Regions from separate parts of the Mus musculus genome. Here region 2 is linked to region 1. The links are chromatin contacts, called in public Hi-C maps. All regions are on one chromosome and are shown on one strand. The core of a region is the stretch at or near the end of the contact, and the rest is flanking DNA. Distances in the headings are between cores, read along the strand shown. Region 1 has its middle 34 kb from the start of Gm26559. Region 2 has its middle 70 kb from the start of Gm24471.

Region 1 (3,933 bases), core at 1,137-3,636:
AAGCAGGGCAGTTTTCCCTGGGTGGCTAGGCATCAGATGAAATGTCTCTGTCTGTTTAGTATCTGTGCAGAAGTGTTTTGAGAAAATGTGAGATCCTGTGAGAGACACAAGTCCCCTAGCCTTTGATAAAGCTAACAGTTTTGCATGCATGGCCTCAGTCAAATTTCATGCAATCGATCTGATTTTGAAACTTTATTCCTGGAAACTTTATTCACAGGAAAAATCAACGTATCTATGTCCTCCATTTCACTGGGTATGTTAGCCCCCTGCCTCACAGCACTTAAAGGGATACAGGGGACTTTGTTTTTTTAACCTTGAGTTAAAAACCTTGTCCCCCATCACAACATAGGGAAGATATGTGGTGAGTGTCAGGAAGGAAGTGCCAGCATGCTCTAGGTTTCTGCTCACTCTTACAGAGGAAGGACTATGCCTGCAAGGGCAGGGGGGCAGAGCATCAGCAGGGACTTTCCAGCATGCTTAGGTTAAAAGCCATTCTTCATTGCTATAGTGTTTGTGCTTTCACTTAAGAAAAATAGAGCAGTAAATAATCTCAAAAAATGCAGGAACTTGATTTTGCAAAACATGTTGAGTGACTATTGACCAGTGTCATTTGTCAAAGAACTTGGCATCTGGCTGCCTTACACGGTGTGCTAGAGCAACAAAAACTACATTCAGCTTTTGTTTTGCACACAATGTAACTAGTAGACACACTGCCTGCATCTATTATATATATTTACATATATAGCCATCTACATCATATATATATAGTGTTTTTATTACTTATATAAACATTACACATAAAGTATCGTTGCAAATACTCAAAAACAGGATGGAGTTCCCCCTCACTGAAGCTATATTAAGGGAGTGAGGCAGAAAAATGTCCCATGTTCCAACACAATGAATCATCTGTCATTTCACTAACTCTACTTAACCTTCGCTCTGTGACTAGCACCCTGGACGCATGTGCAGTGAACATTAGTACTCTGCTAACGACGCCTTCACTTGTTCATGCTATTGATCTGCTTGGGTTCCGGCTCACTAAGCCCAGCTGCTCCCTGCTCGGAGGGAAAAGATGCTGACTAAGCAGAGGGAGGACGAGCTCTGCCACAGAGACCCATTCTTTCCTGTCCACTCGGAGGACTTACGTGAGCTCAACACCAGCTACTCAAACTGCACTGTGAGCCTCCCCATGAGAGAGTATTGGAAAAGCAAGTGTTACCTGCTGCATTGGCTTCACAGTATCAGAACCTGACGACCCAGGCCCTGCGTCTATCTCTGGCTCCTCCTATGTTCTCTGGGATCTCACAGCAGAGCAGAAGACATTTGCTTGCCTTTGTTTTCTCTCAGTGATAAAGGGTCAGAGAGTGCTCTGGAGAAAATTAGGTAGTGCCCTCCTCACTGAGATATCGTGACGTTAAATAAGATCACACCAGGGAAGTGTTTTGTAGGATGGAAAACCAGCCTACCATTCAGAAAGCATGCAGGGCTGTTGTTGCCATGGGTATCTGAGCTAATGACGGAAGGCTTCATTCAAACTGACAGGAGCTCTGCAGAATGAAGCAATAAGATTGCCCCACATACCCTTGCCAGTGTGCTTAGTCTCTGCTTGATGGGAGAAAATGTAGAGACATTTTTACCCTTTTCCATATTTACCGTAGAATTCTCCAAAGGCAAGGCATCTGTTGTTCTTCCAAGGCCCTGTCTGTCCTATGTGTATGGTGTTTGTCCTTGTTTCGTGTGTGGTATTTGGGGATGAAAGCCATGTTCTCTCATGTACCAGGCAAATATTTTATCGCTGAGCTACAACCCCAGTTCTGGTCTCTGAATCTGTGATCTGCCATGTTAGACTACAGTGTCATGTTTCTCACAAACTAGAAAACAAACAAAATAAAACCAAATACGATTTTCAATTGTTTGCTCTTTGAGTGGTTTTGTGTGGGCCAGAAAATACATGTCTAAGTATTCCCAAGAAATTAACCTGTTTATGAAAAGGGATGTGAACAGACCCAGTAAACACAATGCATTTCCCTCTTCAAACGAGAGGCAGACTTAAGACTGTGTTTCTGAGCGGTGTGGAGATGCCTGAGGAGCAGCATCTAAAAATAGAACCAAGGCTTATTGGCTGATCACTATGTATCCCCTGTGAACAGATGCTGACTGAAAGTCTAAGAGATCCTAAGCCAGTGGATCATTGTACTATTGAGGGATGCTCCACGCTATGGTGGGTTAAGAACACATTTCTTCCTATGTTCGTTGTGGAACTGACTCCTGGCTCTCTTTACCCTCCTTCAAAATGCACAAGATCTCAAGCTGCAGTCCTGAAGCCATAGGACTGCCAGAGGTGCCTCATTCCATCGCTGGTGGCGTGCCGTCTGCTCTGTGTGTGGGCGGCCGTGTAGCTCCTGCTTCTGCTCACAGTGATGCAGGCCAAGAACGAGCATCGGCTGGGTCCTGGTTTCTGAGTGACAGGGTGCCTGGGAGCGCTGAAAAGAAACAACTAGAAGTCATTATCATGGATCCAAGCTGATCACCTGGGTCCTGCCTAGATGGCTTTCCAAACTGTGCTCTGTCTGTCTGTCTGTCTCTCTCTCTGTTCTGCTCTGTTCTAGATGACTTTTTGTTGCTACTCTAAAAACTCTCTGGTGAGACAGCTAGCTTTCTGTTTGAGCCAGCTCTCTCTGCTAGTAAAAATTCTAAAAGCTGTCTGTATAGCTTATGGCTTTTCTGACCAAAGTCAGAAAAACTGCTATTAAAAAAAAAAAAAAAAATCCTTGGATCTTCCAACCAAGTCAAAAAACCTGGTAGAAAAACTCCAAAAGTAATTATTGGGTTTTCCAATCAAATTTAGAAAGCTGGAAAAAATTCTAAAAGAGCTCTGTTCGCTCTTCATCTTTGGATGCTGCTAGAGAAGTTTGGAAAGAGCTGCTAGCTCTCTAAGTATTCTCGGGATTTCTCATTGACCAAGGTCAAAAGTCCTGTGAGAAAAAATTTTTAAAAGAGTTATAAAAAATTTTAAAAGAGCTATGTTCGCTCTCCATGGATTTTCTGACCAAATCAGAAATCCTGTTAGAAAAAAATTCTTGAAGATCTGTTTCTCCTCTCCAGACAGCTCAGTTATTGCTAAAGAAAAATTCTAAGGAACTGTTACTGCTTTCGGCTAGCTCCTCCTATGCAGACCAAAAGCTCAGTTTTTTAAATTTACATATCAATTCAGTTATTTATTCTAGGTTCCCTTTTGATTGTCCTGTGAATCAGTATCCTGTGACCTCGAGCTCAAGAATCTGCCTGCATTTTAACTGCCTGTCTTTGTGTCTTTCCAACAAGCTGGCTCGGACTGTAGCTGCCACTGTTCCTTTAGATCTCTGAAGCTCCTCATACAATTCATATTGTATCTTTATATTTTGCATAGCTGAGAAATTTTTTATATATATATATATATATACACACACACATATATATACACACATATATATATACATATATATGTGTATATATATGTATGTATATATATACATATATATATATATATGTATATATATATTCAAAGTCATGTTTTTAGAGTTCTTTTCCAAAGCCTTAAGGGCTGTTCTGAAGGTACCAGTTTGCTGAGCCACTAGACCCACCTTTCTTTACTTCCTGACTTCATGCAGTCTTTGGTTATCATGGAGTCATTAATGTTAACAGGGAGGACTTTCCTCAGAGGAATGTGAAAATATGTACATTATTATACAAACAAGGCTTACACCCACAGTAGCAGTCTACATTCATGGAGCCCACATGTGCTGACCCTGTCCCAGGAGCAGGAACCATGTCATTCTGTCCCTACCAAGGCCATGGCACTAGCTTCGTCCATATGTGCTCCATATGCTCAAGTGTCGAGGTTTAGTCTATTGCTACGTAGTGTAATGCTAAATTCTAGGCCGCTGAGTGACT
Region 2 (4,056 bases), core at 733-3,232, 210 kb after region 1:
TTGCTTACATTTACTTTGTGTTTATTTTCAGAAATCTCTGGGAAGGCAAATAAAAGACTGAAAGTGGTAGTTAGCTAGCTAACCTGAGAACTGGGAACATGAATGCCCCCTTTTTTCACTATAAGCTTTTCATATATACATATATATTTGTGAATGTAAAACAATTTGAGTTTTAGAAAAATTTAAAGCAAAATATCATATGAATCCTTGTGTGGCTTAAATGCACTGCTTTTCTATGTCATTACTAGGTCTACCACTTAGAATGGTTTTGAACATAGCTGCTAAAAGAGTTACAGCTTATTATCCCATAAACAAAGCATCCCCAAATCAAATTGTTCTGGATTGGAATAGCCTCTGCAGTTTCAGACATCACAAAGAGGCAGACAAAGCACTGGAGATGGACAGAAGCTCCTCAACAGACATTCTCCTCCATCCACGGGGTCAGTAGCACCTGACGTGTCTGTACCTGAGCCGCAGTAGGGACTGGCTTGTGATTGCAGTAGGTCAGAAACTCTACCTAAGGAGTAATATGGAGCAGAGTGCAGTCGTCAGGAAGTGTTACATCCAATCACAGATGAGGAAGTGGGATACAGAGAAGTTCAATGACTTGCCAGAGGTCACAGTTAGTAAGACCTGAAGCTGAGGTTCACAAAGTCAGCGATCCCAGGAAGCGCCTAGGGTTTTACAATCCAACTTCAATGTTGGCAGGAGGTTGAGTCCTTCAGCAAGGAAGAAGGAGGTGTCCTGGTTGTTTTTATGCCCAATTTGGCACAACCAGAAATCACCTGGATGGATAGTGTCAGTTGAAGGATTGCCCAGATCAGAATGGCCCGTGACCACACCTGTGGGGTACTGTTGTAACTGTTGATTGGTAGAGAAATGGTATGCTACTCAATACTCTGAGCAGTGCCAGAGTCCCAGGTGGCCCTGGGTTGTATAATAAAACTGACTGACAAGAGTCAGAGGGAGTGGGCCACTAAGCAACGATTCTTCATTTCCTGCTAGAGTTTGGTGATGAACTATGACCTGGAATGTAAGCCAAATAATGTCCCCCCACCCATCCCCCCAAGTTGCTTTAGGTGGCATTGTTCACCATGGAAACAGGAAAGCTAAGATCAGTAAGATTGGCTATTGGATGTGTAACCAGAAGTGCCTCCCTTAGAACTAAATGGTCCAAGCTGCAGCTATCAACTAGCAAAGAGCAAGCTATCACTGATGGACACTGGCTGTTTGTACACACTTCTCCATGTCCTTGCTAGACCTGTGTCTCAGTTGTCAAGTATAAGAAAAAAACTGATCAATACCTGAGACCTTTCTGCAGGCAAAGGCAGGAGAAACTCAACCTAGAGAAAACTAAACTGGTAATGACCATACCTATCAGGGACATTGTCATGAGGGCCAAGAAATGGACATGGTTCCTTCCATGGACAACACTACAACAGGCATCTAGAGATCTTGAAGACCTCAGGCTGCTCACGGGGCTGCCACATACCATGGTTCTCCTGTAGGCTATGGCTTTCTGCCCAGAAGAACTGGTCCTAGAGTTACAGGTCTTAGCATTTCACGCTCTGGCAATCAGGGAGTCTCTGGTGTGTGGGAAAACCATCCAAGCCTGAACTGCCCAGACAAATCCCACAGCCAGCGTGCACTGCTGCTGATAAGATTATGCTGAGCATTTCCTATTTCAGTCTCCCATCCTCTCTGTGCCTCACTCGATACTTGAAAACCTTCACTTGCTAAAGCTGTCTGAAGCATTCAAGAAAGAGAGAGAGAGAGCAAGAGAGAGAGTGCTTAAATAAAAGCTTCTACCCTCTAGGACTTGACTTCGTAACAGCCATCTCTTTCTTCCTGTGCTAAAAAGACTGGGCTCTCCCCGCAGCATCAATCCAGGAGTTTCTTCATACATTTGTCTGTTCATTGAGTCAGAGGTGCAGTGAGTCAGTTTTCACACCTCTCAGGCACGTTGCCCAGGGAGAGGGGTGGATATATTCTTAGCTGGAGCGCTCTTTGCTCAGGCTTATGTAAATCCCACGGAGGTAGGTGTCTCTAGACTGTGAAAAAGAGGAGACCAGGGTGAGAAGAGTTGGCAAGCGAAGGGGGCCCCTGAATAGTGAGCCAGTCTCCCTGTGGACCAGGCTCACTGCCTGAACATCTGAATAGAGCCACGGAGAATGTCTGCCTCCACTCGGAGTGGAGGAGGCGCAGGGATGTGGAATTCCTAGCCAGATTTCTTACCTTGGAGCTCCAGAACAGTTGGTTTGTGAGCTCCACATTTTCTTCTGACCCTGAAGCAAGGATTGTGGTCAAGTCAAGGAATGATAATGAAATCTGATTATGATGACACCCAAGCACTGAAAGAATAAGGTGGGGCTGGTGAGATGGCTCAGTGGGTAAGAGCACCCGACTGCTCTTCCGAAGGTCCAGAGTTCAAATCCCAGCAACCACATGGTGGCTCACAACCATCCGTAACGAGATCTGACTCCCTCTTCTGGTGTGTCTGAAGACAGCTACAATGTACTTACATATAATAATAAATAAATATTTAAAAAAAAAAAAAAAGAATAAGGTGGAGTGTTTCTTGCTGGCCACCACTTATAAATTTCTATAGAAAGACCATCATCATTGTCAACACACAATGCCAAGAAAAACAGTTATTTATTTCTTCAGTGCAAACAGGCCAACCGTTTTCACATTCTGAAAAGCCCCCTTCAGACTTCACATTTATCTCTGGGGCCCATCAACATTGGCCAACTCACGTCACTTCTCCATGTCCCTGTGGCCATCTTGAGTGAAAAGGTAGATCTAGAAGTTCTGGGCTTCAGAAGAAGACATTGATTCTCTGAGGGTCAAAGCTCTCCCTGGCCCACCCTTGCCTATGGCTTCAGAATCCTTTCTTCTCTAGCTGGCCCTGTCCATCAATGAGTGGAAATGTAAGGCTTCCTCAGAAAAGGTTGCAGCAATGTGCCACCTCTGGGCTTTAAGGCAGTTGGTGAATTATTTATAATGTCTTGAATGACAAAATAAATTCCCCCTCCCAGACGTCTAACCTGAATCCATAGATTCAGCATGTGCATCTGCTACAGTAATAAGAGGGCCTTTTAAGGTGGAATGCAGCTATCAATCCGTGCCTTAAAATGGAAAATTACCCTAGATTCTCTAATTATGAACATTTTTCAAAGCAGAGAACTTCCTCTAGTTAGAGGCCTGAGAGATTCGGCAGGAATGTAAAGTCAGAGGTTGGAAGCACGAGAGGGCGTTCATTGTTGTTGCGGGAGGGGCTACATGGAAAGCTTGACCTGGAAAGGGGAGACTTTAAGACCAAAGTCTTAGCAAGCCGAGAGTCTGCAGCCATCAAGAAACTGAAAAGGTCAGCTCAGGAACTTGGGGAAGGTCATGAAACACTTGCCCCTCTGAGGCTAATGATCATTTCTCAGAAAACAGGGCAGAACCAACCAGCTGGATGGAACACATTCCAGGACTCTGTGTTGTTCACCTTCAGACAATGGAAGTCCTTGTCACCTCATTCCCTAAAGACCAATCAGTTTAAAGGGTGCACTGTTTGGCCAATCATATTGTGCCTAGTTGCTGATGCTCTATTCTGCCCCTGGAAACCATATGAAAACTCACCGAAAGGGTGTTGGGGGGTGTCACCTCTCCTTCAGGTCTGGGATGACCCCAGTGCACTGGAACAATAAATTCCTCTTGCTTTTTGCATCGATTCCAGCTCCACGTGTTTCACTCCAAGGGGTCCCCGGTAAGCTAAGGCTCCCCAGAGTCTTACAAAACTAGGAACCCAAGTCACAAAGAAATAAACTCAGCCAAGAGCCTGGATTCTCTAAGAAACAGAGCAGCTCCAGAGCTCCCAGAAAGAAAATACTGCCTGCCCACATCAGAGAGACACCACAGAGGATCCGTCTATGATGCTGTGACCAGACTTCTGACTTACAGAACGGAGAGGAAATTACTTGGAGCTGGTTTAAATCACTAAATTTGTGGAGCAGCAAGAGAAAATGGATGCACAGATGTCCCTGACAACCGCATTCCATTAGCACGAGA

What was found. Hi-C and Micro-C count contacts between places; a contact is called where the count stands out from the background.
Region 2: a Hi-C map of cerebral cortex shows a contact between it and region 1, with 2.5 times the contacts expected there. The contact joins two enhancer-like sites. A contact is called at or near these places in 3 of 484 Hi-C or Micro-C datasets (cerebellar granule neurons, cerebral cortex and nephron progenitors), 2 of 115 datasets of contacts at active chromatin or transcription factors (embryonic hindbrain and forebrain) and 1 of 9 other capture datasets (embryonic stem cells).

What each region holds. Positions count from the first base shown.
Region 1 is chr13:99,548,760-99,552,692 of GRCm38.p6, forward strand. No RefSeq gene overlaps it. Among named protein-coding and RNA genes, the nearest start is that of Gm26559, 34 kb to the left of the region's middle. Within about 2 kb of position 2,387, at least 25 of the 459 cell types and tissues checked have an H3K27ac peak or open chromatin away from gene starts, as enhancers often do. A contact at or near this core is called in cerebral cortex, where this site is marked.
Region 2 is chr13:99,760,024-99,764,079 of GRCm38.p6, forward strand. No RefSeq gene overlaps it. Among named protein-coding and RNA genes, the nearest start is that of Gm24471, 70 kb to the left of the region's middle. Within about 2 kb of position 1,983, at least 31 of the 459 cell types and tissues checked have an H3K27ac peak or open chromatin away from gene starts, as enhancers often do. A contact at or near this core is called in cerebral cortex, where this site is marked.